2 separate regions of the Mus musculus genome follow, and region 1 is linked to region 2. The links are chromatin contacts, called in public promoter capture Hi-C maps. All regions are on one chromosome and are shown on one strand. The core of a region is the stretch at or near the end of the contact, and the rest is flanking DNA. Distances in the headings are between cores, read along the strand shown. Region 1 holds the start of A230103J11Rik (RIKEN cDNA A230103J11 gene). Region 2 holds the start of Tecr (trans-2,3-enoyl-CoA reductase).

Region 1 (4,445 bases), core at 1,791-4,290, 1.5 Mb after region 2:
CTGTAGCCCTCCCTGCTGCCATTCCCCTGAGTCTTTATTACCATCACCCCTGGGCTCCCAGGTCTATCCATCTGTTACTGTGCTGTGCTGGGGACTAGCGCCTAGGTGGCGTGAGATTCCACTCGTGTAGAACTTTGTTGAGTAAAGGTCAGTTTCTTGTGAAACACTTGGTGTCTCATTTCCTGGTCCTTGGCTTTGGTGGTGGAGTGGTGACTGTGGATGTGACGAGGGGTATACGTGGCCTAGCAGTACACAGAACACCTGCCCTTTTCTCCTAGCTTCTGAGGGTGTGCGCACACACAAGTGGAGATGTACTGCTGCTCCTGGTGCTCTACCTGACTGAGGCAGGAGGATGTCAAGTTTGAAAAAATGGAGATAAATAGAATTCCTTTTATGAAAAAATGAGGCTAGTATGAAAATTGAGGCTAGCGGTAGCCAGTTTAGCTGGATACATAGTTCTGCTTTTATTCCCAGAACTTGAAAAGTAAATTGAGTGACCAAGGAATCTCCCTCTTCTTTCATCTTTATGAGGTGGGAGAGTGCTTAGACATGGTAGGTGTCCTCCTTGACAGTTAACAACCTAGTAAAGGCCTGCCGTACAGTGAACTCATTTGCAAAGCTTTACAGCAGACATAACACAACTTTGGGTCACTAGGCAGATTGGAAATTCTTTGTGATCTTAGAGGCCAGGCTGAATGGTGGTGGTGGTGGTGATTGCCTTTAATCCCAGCAGTGGGCATTAAAGTGAGGAGGTAAGAGGTGGGTAGATTTCTGAATTCAAGACCTTCCTGGTTGAGCTGGAGAGACAGCTCAGCAGTTAAGTGTGCTGACTGCTCTGCTATAGGTCCTGAGTTCAAATCCCAGTAACCACATGGCTGTCACAACCATCTGTAATGAGATCTGACACCCTATTCTGGTGTGTCTGAAGACAGCTATAGTGTACTCACATACATAAAATAAATAAATCTTAAAAAAAAAAAAACCTCCCTCTGCAGAGTGTGAGTTTCAGGATAGCCAGGGCTACACTGAGAATCCCTGTTTTGGAAAACCAAAAAAGTGCCAAATGAGACCATATGATTATATTAGCTAATAGAAGATGGAAGCAGGATGAAATCAAAACCAGGGTAAAATTGTCAGAAGAAAAGCCTTTTATGCCGGGTGTGTCTGTTCATATCTTTAATCTCAGCATTTGGAAGCATTTAGGGTTCAAGGGCTAGCCCTGCCTATATAGTGACCAGGTTTATATAGAGATCAAGATAAGGCTACATAGTGATACCCTTAAAATCAATTAAAAAGAAAGATTATACCTGGACAGGACTGATTGTGGGGAGCTGTGACTCGTCTATGTGAAATTATCCTGGCCTACTACCTTTAGTCCTTAACCATTTATTGCCCACAGTTTTGCCTGACCTATTTGAAATTGAATCAGAGTTCCTAGACAATGGTCATTTGACCCCAAAATAAACTTAGGCGTGGAGCTTAACTGTTGAAGCCATGCAAAGTTGAAGACCTAAATTAGGATTGCCCACATCAGTGTTGGGCACAGGAGAGCAACTCCTGGTGAACAGAGACAGAAGGCTTCCTGAGGCTCACTGGCTGGCCAGCCAGTCTAGCTAAAAGTCATTAGTCAATAGCTGTTTCAAGATATAAGATGCCTGCTGTGAGAGTTGGCTCAGCACATAAAGATGTTTGCTGCCTGTTTACCTTAATTTGATTCCAGAACCTATGTAAAGGTGATGGAGAAGTGACTCCACAGAGTTGCTCTGATACATGTGACCTGTGGTGCACGGGAGCACACACAAAATTTAGGACAATAAACTAAGATGGAGATTGAAGAAGGCCTCCAACCATCTCAACCTCAGGCCTCCAAATGCGTACAAAGCATAAACTCCAGGGCTGAAACGGTCGATGGCCCATGGCTTAAGAGCACTTTAAGTGAGCGAGATAGGTGCCTTTCATTTCAACAGAGAGAGCAGAGGCAGGTCACCCACCGAATTAGAGGCCATCCTGGATTACTTGTCTAAAACAAAGCAGTTGGTCTTGGAGAAGATGAAAATTGGGTTTCTAGCATCCACAAGAGGTGATTGCCGACCTGTAAACCTAGCTTCAGGGGATTCCAAATATAAGAGTAGAAGCCGGATTAAAGGCGTGCCCACTGCCCGGGTTGAGGACCCAGTGACCATTTTTTTTTTTTAAGAATTATTTAGCTGGGTGGTGGTGGCACATGCCTTTAATCCCAGTACTCGGGAGGCAGAGGCAGGTGGATTTCTGAGTTCGAGGCCAGCCTGGTCTACAAAGTGAGTTCCAAGACAGCCAGGGCTATACAGAGAAACCCTGCCTTAAAAAAAAAAAAAAAAAAGGAGTAGAAATAAAAGATAAACGCCGGGCGTGGTGGTGCACGCCTTTAATCCCAGCACTCGGGAGGCAGAGGCAGGTGGATTTCTGAGTTCGAGGCCAGCCTGGCCTACAAAGTGAATTCCAGGACAGCCAGGGCTATACAGAGAAACCCTGTCTCGAAAAACCAAAAAAAAAAAAAAAAAAAAAAAACCATTCACACCCGCACAGGACTAGACGTCTGATTTCCAAGCAATATCTGGCAGGTGTTAGTCTCTGACGTCATCTAATGGGCGCCGGAAGTGATCTCGCGCTGCCTAGGAAACAAGACGCGGCTCTGGCTAAACCTGTACAGCCGCGCCCACCCGGGCGCCATGGATCTTTCCTCAGGGCGGAGTGGGGATCCTCGCTCTTGTGAGGAGGAATCTGACCCCGAGCCAGATCCCGACCCTGACACTCAAGCTGAGGCCTACGTAGCCCGTGTGCTTACCCCTCCCAAGCTTGGCCTGACCCCGCGGCGCTCGTCACTGCAGTCCATGTTCTCCGCGTCCCTAGGCGTGCCGGAGCGAAAGGCCGCCTCCAAAGTCCCGGCCGTGCGCCTACCGGGCCTCTTGAGCCTTCCCCCGGAGCTGCTGCTGGAGATCTGTGCCTACCTGGATGCGCGAGTCGTGCTTCAAGTCCTGCCGTGCGTGTGCCAAGCGTTGCACGACCTCGTGCGTGATCGTGTCACCTGGAGGCTACGCGCTCAGCGCCGCGTACGCGCACCCTACCCAGTGGTGGAAGGTATGCACATCCTTGGGAGACAGGAATTTTGGGGTGCTGCCTAATCCTTGTCGACCACAAGGCCACTTGGTTTCCTCAGGAAGTGCTCTGGACCTGGGATTTCTAAACTTAAAATCCAAAGATTTCCGGGTTTGCGCTTTGTTAGCACAAAGGCCCTAGCCCAAGAATTCCCAAGCTTTGGAAACAACTTGAGGCACAAGCAGCAACTAGCATAACAAAGCCTTTGACCCATGGAGTGTTGATCCAGGATTCGTTAAGAGGTTCTGAATTTCTAGACTCCCGATTGGGATCATTAATACCAGTAATCTTTCAGTTCTAGGTCTAGCCTGTCACCTTTTCTATTTTATTTTATTATTTTGGGGCAGGTTCTCATGTAGCTCCTTAGCCTTACAAGTGTTTGGGCTAGCCTTGTCATCTTTGCAGAGCTGTGTTGTTCCTTCTGCCCTTGAGGTCATTGGTTTCTGGAGGAAGAGACAACTTGAAATCGATGATTTTGAGTTTTTGCTGTTGCTTTTAAGGACAGAACTCAGGGCTTTGGCTATGCTAGGTAAATGCTTTATGACGTGTCCCATCCTCAGCATGTCTCGGACATGTTCCTGGTTCTGATATTGCTAGGTTCTCAGGCTCTTGATTCCTCTAATCTGGAAGAGTTTGATTCTTCTGCATTAGGGAGTTGCCCTCCAACCCCGAGTCAGATTTACAAACAGCTTTGATAAAACAGGTGCTTGGACCTCCTCCAGACCATTGAATGGCTGACCTGAGGTTTAGATTCTGACTTGGGAGGGGGCAGGAAGAGCGACTAGGGATAACTTAGGTAAGTTCTCTACTGCCGAGCCATATTTCCCACCCCTTGGCTTCTGTGTCTTGATGTGGCTTCCTGGTTTATAGTTAGAAGGATTTTTTTTTAATTTTTAATTTTTTGTTTTTTGAGACAGGGTTTCTCTGTGTAGCCCTGGCTGTCCTGGAACTCACTCTGTAGACCAGGCTGGCCTCAAACTCAGAACTCCGCCTGTCTCTGCCTCCCAAGTGCTGGGACTAAAGGCGTGCGCCACCACTGCTTGGGTAGTTAGAAGTTTTAACCACTGTGTCCCTGGATCTAAACCCAGAAGAGTTGGTTAATCTTGAGGCCCCTGGGGAGAATTGAGAGAGAAATTACTGTCACCTGGGCTAGGGTTTGAGAATGAAGCCTGTAAAAATGTTAGTCTCGGTTTCTTAGAGCTGGGGTAAATATTCTTAGTTCTGCATGGGAGATGGGTGGTCAGGTAGCCTGAGACAAAGCCAGAGCCTGTGCCTGTTTGGGATCCAGGCAGCATTCTATCTAGGTCTGG
Region 2 (4,288 bases), core at 574-3,073:
CCCATCGAGGCACTGGGAGAAATCAGGCTCTGAAATAAACCAGATCAAGTTTTCCAGGCCAAACTGTGAGCCTCAGGCTGTGTTCACACTCCTTGAAACAAAGCACCCGCCCCAAGTCTCAGAAGCCTACCTGGCCTGATTTTCTACTAGCAAATTAAAATGATTGGCTGCAAACTCCATCATCCGCCTGTACTTCTCAAACTGAACATGGCTTTTCCCCCAGAGCAAGAGAGGGGGTGGGAAAGGAAAAACACCCCAGGGAACAAACCTCCTTTTGAAAGCACAGAGTTGATGGGGCGTAAGGATTGCAGACTCCCATCTCTGGTCCTCTGGCATCATGTTAAAAAAAAAAAAAGAAAAAAGACTGGGGATTTCAAGATTCATTTCACAGGCCCTGGGAAAACTACCAACAATAATCATGATACAGAAGATGAATAGCAATATTAGTATTCAACTTGTGATAAAAAAAAATAGGATTATTTCCTATGTATTGGAGGTTCCTGAAGTATGCCAATTTCCAGAGACAAGTGGTGGTTGCCAGGGGCTGGGGGAGGAGGGAATGGGGAGATACTGTACACTGCTGTACAGCTTCAGTTTTACAAGATCAAAGAGAGTTTAGAGTACTTGCCTAGCAGGAGAAAAGCCCTGAGTTCTAAGCCTAGCACTACAAACTGAGGGAGCAGGCAGGGAAGGGGAAAAAAAAAAAAAACAAAAAAAACCCTAACCTAAGGCTAGGCTGAGGTTGACTAAATTCATCACAAATTTAAGATCTGAGGGGAGAAATACACACAACTCTCAGCTTGGCAGCTTTCATTTACCCGGAACCGCACTGCTAGTGGTTAGAAACTATGCCTTTGAAAAGAAATCTGCATTTCCTTTCTGTTCTGCAATTACTAGCAGGGACCTTCCAACAACTCACTGGACATCTCTGACTTTCACCTACATAGTAACAAACTACAAATCCCTCCGCAGAGGACTATGAGTCTGAGGACATAACAAAACCTCAGTAATACGGTAGTTAGCCCTGACTAATGTATTCTTACTATGAATGTGAGCAGTGAGTTACTGTTTTATGATGATTACTTAAAAGTCAGCAACAACGAAATTAGTATCATCAGGTCGAGAAGAGCATTAGAAGATTTGGTTTTAAGAGGAAAGGTGACCCAAGATACAGTCAGAAGACATGAGCTTCCAGAATGGTCTTGCGCATTCAGATTTCTTCCCTGGCGGTCACGGGCTGGCGTGACCCTGGAACCAACTCCCTCGCCGCCCAGGCATCTTGGCGAGGTGGGTGCGAAGGTCGGAAGAGGCAGGCTGGCTGCAGAGCCCCTCCTGAGCCCGAGGCGCTGACAACGTGCAAGGATTGTGCAAGAGAATCGTTCGTACCAAAACCAAGTGCTCCGCACCGCACTCCTCCTGAACACCTGCCACTCAGGCCATCAAGGATGCTGCAAGGAAGCTGCAAGCTTCTCCTAGGCCCTGCAAGACCCTAAGAAAAGGCATCCCCAAACAACCTGGGTGGCAGGTTTATAAATACCCCCCTGCACATGCGCAATGAGACTACACTGCGCCTGCGCCATGGCGGAGAGTCAGACCATAAAAAAAGGTTCCGAGGCCCTGCAGGACACTTGCGGTCTGCGGTAATCATGGCCCAGGGCCCCGCGCTGCTTACCTCGTAGTGCTTCATGGTTCTTCCACAGGATGGCACCTGCTCTGCTGCAACTGAGTGGCCGCCGTACCGCACCAAACACCACCCAGCTCCACACACACTCGGGGAGCAGCACTCCCGGACTCCGGCTCCGCCCCCCTCTATGCGTGCGTCCCTCCTGCCAATCAGCGTGGGGTGCACCCACTGCTCGCGCCACACAACTGACCAATCAGATTTCTCGATCCAAGGAGCGCAGCGGACCCCCTCCCCCCCACTTTGGCAAGCAAGATTAAAACCCGGCCACCCACCAATCAAAAGGAAGCCTGGGCGCCGCGCGCCCTCTGGCTCCGCCCATTGCAGTGTTGCGGTGGAAATCCAGCGACGTCAGGCTGAGGGGTCAATGCGGCAAAACGAGAACAAAGAGCTGCGTGGCCCGGAGAGCCAGGCTTGGGGTGAATTCGTAGATGTAGAGAAGCTCATCTAAGAGATGAGACCTCAGATTATCATCCATCACCAGGACCCTTGAAAGGACTCCAGATATCACGAATGGAGAAAGGAAAAGAAAACCTGCACCGCATTCTACAGGTGCCCCTCCTAAAACAGCTCCTGTCAGTTGAGCTGGCCCTAGAAGCAAAACCACCTTTGTCTCTGCCTGCGTTATCGTGTACAGTTTGGTTACTACTGGCCACATGTAGCTACTGAGCCCTTGAAATATACAGGAAAAAAATGACAGGTGCTGCCAGTCTAAAAATACAGGACATCAGAGAACAGTGCAGAGAAAGACGACATTACAGGGGCTGGTGAGATGGCTCAGTGGGTAAGAGCACCAACTACTCTTCCAAAGGTACTGAGTTCAAATCCCAACAACCACATGGTGGCTCACAACCACCCATAATGAGATCTGATGCCCTCTTCTGGTGCGTTTGAAGACAGCTACAGTGAACTTATTTTAATAAATAAATCTTTGGACCGGAGCAAGTGGGGTTGGCCAGAGCAAGCAGAGGTGTAGAGGTCCTAAATTCAATTCCCAACAATCACATTAAGGTTCACAACCATCTGTACAACTACAGTGTGTACTCATATATATAGAATAAATAAATCTTAAAAAAAAAAAGACATTACAAATGAAGGCATTTGGTATCCTACCTAATGGGCTCAATTCAATCCCAGGGACCCACATAATGTAAGGCCGGAACAGAGACACCATGGCACATGTGCAAGCACACATATACACACACTCTCATAAGTAAATATAAAATGTTAAAAGCCTAGTGCAGCCAGATTCTGCTTGCTGTAGTCTGCAGCCTGAATATATATATGTATATACTGCAGGAATAAATGTTCAGACATGGCATTTAGGGTTAGTTTAATAATATTATATAACAGGCCCAATAAAATTGTAGACTTTCTTGCCAGAAAAAGGGGGGAGGGGCTGTGGATCAGAACAGACGTTTTCAGTAGAAGAAATACAAATGGCTAACATATATCTCAAAGTATTCATCATTCTTTAGAGTTAGAGAAACAGAAATTAAACTTTGAGGCTTCATCTCATCTCTGTCAGAATGGATAAAACCAATAAAACAACCATTAACAAATTCTAGAGGGCGTGTAGGGAAAGGTAACCCCTTGTTCACTGCTGGGAGGATTGCAAACTGGTGTAGCCACTATGGAAATAAGTTTGAGAATTCTCAAAAAGCCAAAAAAATAAACCATATAATCCAGCTATACTGCTCCTTGGCATATGACCAAAGGACTTCTCACTCCACAGATACTTGCTCAGCCATGTTGGCTGCCATACACAGTAGCTAGGAAATACAACGTACGTAAACATTCTCTGATCGACGGCTGGCTAATGGCAGTGTGGTACATATACTCTGTGCAATACTATTTTGCTGTAAAGAAAACTGAAATTGTGAACTGTCAGGGTTCCACCCTGACACTCAGGTACCGATGTGGGGCGCAGAGCAGAGGAGAATGCCCTCTGGTCACTAACCCTCTTTTACTGTTCTGGGGACCAGGACTGGTGGCTTCTGGCAAGTGACTCCTGCTGATAGCAGTAGGAGATTAGGAAAAGAAATGGAATTACTTGGACTCTTTATTCTTTAACTCAGGGGCCTCTCACTGGCCTGTCGAGAAGCTCATTAACTCTTTGTGAGGGCTGGCAAGATGGCTCAGAGTTTAAGAGCATTGGCTGCTCTCCCAAAGGTCCAGAGTTCAGTTCCCAGCAACTACAAAGTGGCTCATTACTATCTATAATGAGATCGGGTGCCCTCTTCTGGCCTGCAGTATATATGCAGGCAGAACACTACGAAATAAATAACTGGCTCCACAGAGAAAGAAAAAACATAAAAAAGGAAGTCAGCCTGACATCTACACATTTATTTTTCTCCCAGCCTTTTTATAGCTTCTTAGACAAAAGTTCTTTATAAAATTACCTCACAGATAAAATGCTAAACAAAAGGGAGTCCCAGAAGATGTCAATAGTAAGTTCAAAGCAGTGTTTCATTCTATAAGCTCACAAGTTCAAAGCAACAGTTTCACATGCCCTTGCTTTTCCATAGTGCACACTTGTGGCCTCATCCTTGGACCTGATCTAGAATAATTGATTTGTTCTAAGTGTATTTTTCTTCCTAGTGCAAT

What was found. Promoter capture Hi-C pulls out the DNA fragments that hold promoters and counts their contacts.
Region 1: a contact with region 2 is called in a promoter capture Hi-C map of pre-B cells, with 4 times the contacts expected there. The contact joins the promoter of A230103J11Rik here to the promoter of Tecr in region 2. A contact is called at or near these places in 2 of 39 promoter capture datasets (liver and pre-B cells), 1 of 484 Hi-C or Micro-C datasets (B cells) and 2 of 9 other capture datasets (adipose tissue and liver).

What each region holds. Positions count from the first base shown.
Region 1 is chr8:85,057,420-85,061,864 of GRCm38.p6, forward strand. A230103J11Rik (RIKEN cDNA A230103J11 gene) reads right to left here and starts at 3,041. Exons shown (of 4, transcript NR_110582.1): 1 at 2,988-3,041. Fbxw9 (F-box and WD-40 domain protein 9) reads left to right here and starts at 2,700. Exons shown (of 10, transcript NM_026791.2): 1 at 2,700-3,117. The coding sequence starts at 2,709. Tnpo2 (transportin 2 (importin 3, karyopherin beta 2b)) reads left to right here. Exons shown (of 25, transcript NM_001364032.1): 25 at 1-164.
Region 2 is chr8:83,592,668-83,596,955 of GRCm38.p6, forward strand. It overlaps Tecr (trans-2,3-enoyl-CoA reductase), which reads right to left and starts at 1,824. Exons shown (of 13, transcript NM_134118.5): 1 at 1,673-1,824. The coding sequence starts at 1,687. The region is part of intron 2 of D830024N08Rik (a long non-coding RNA gene); the gene reads left to right.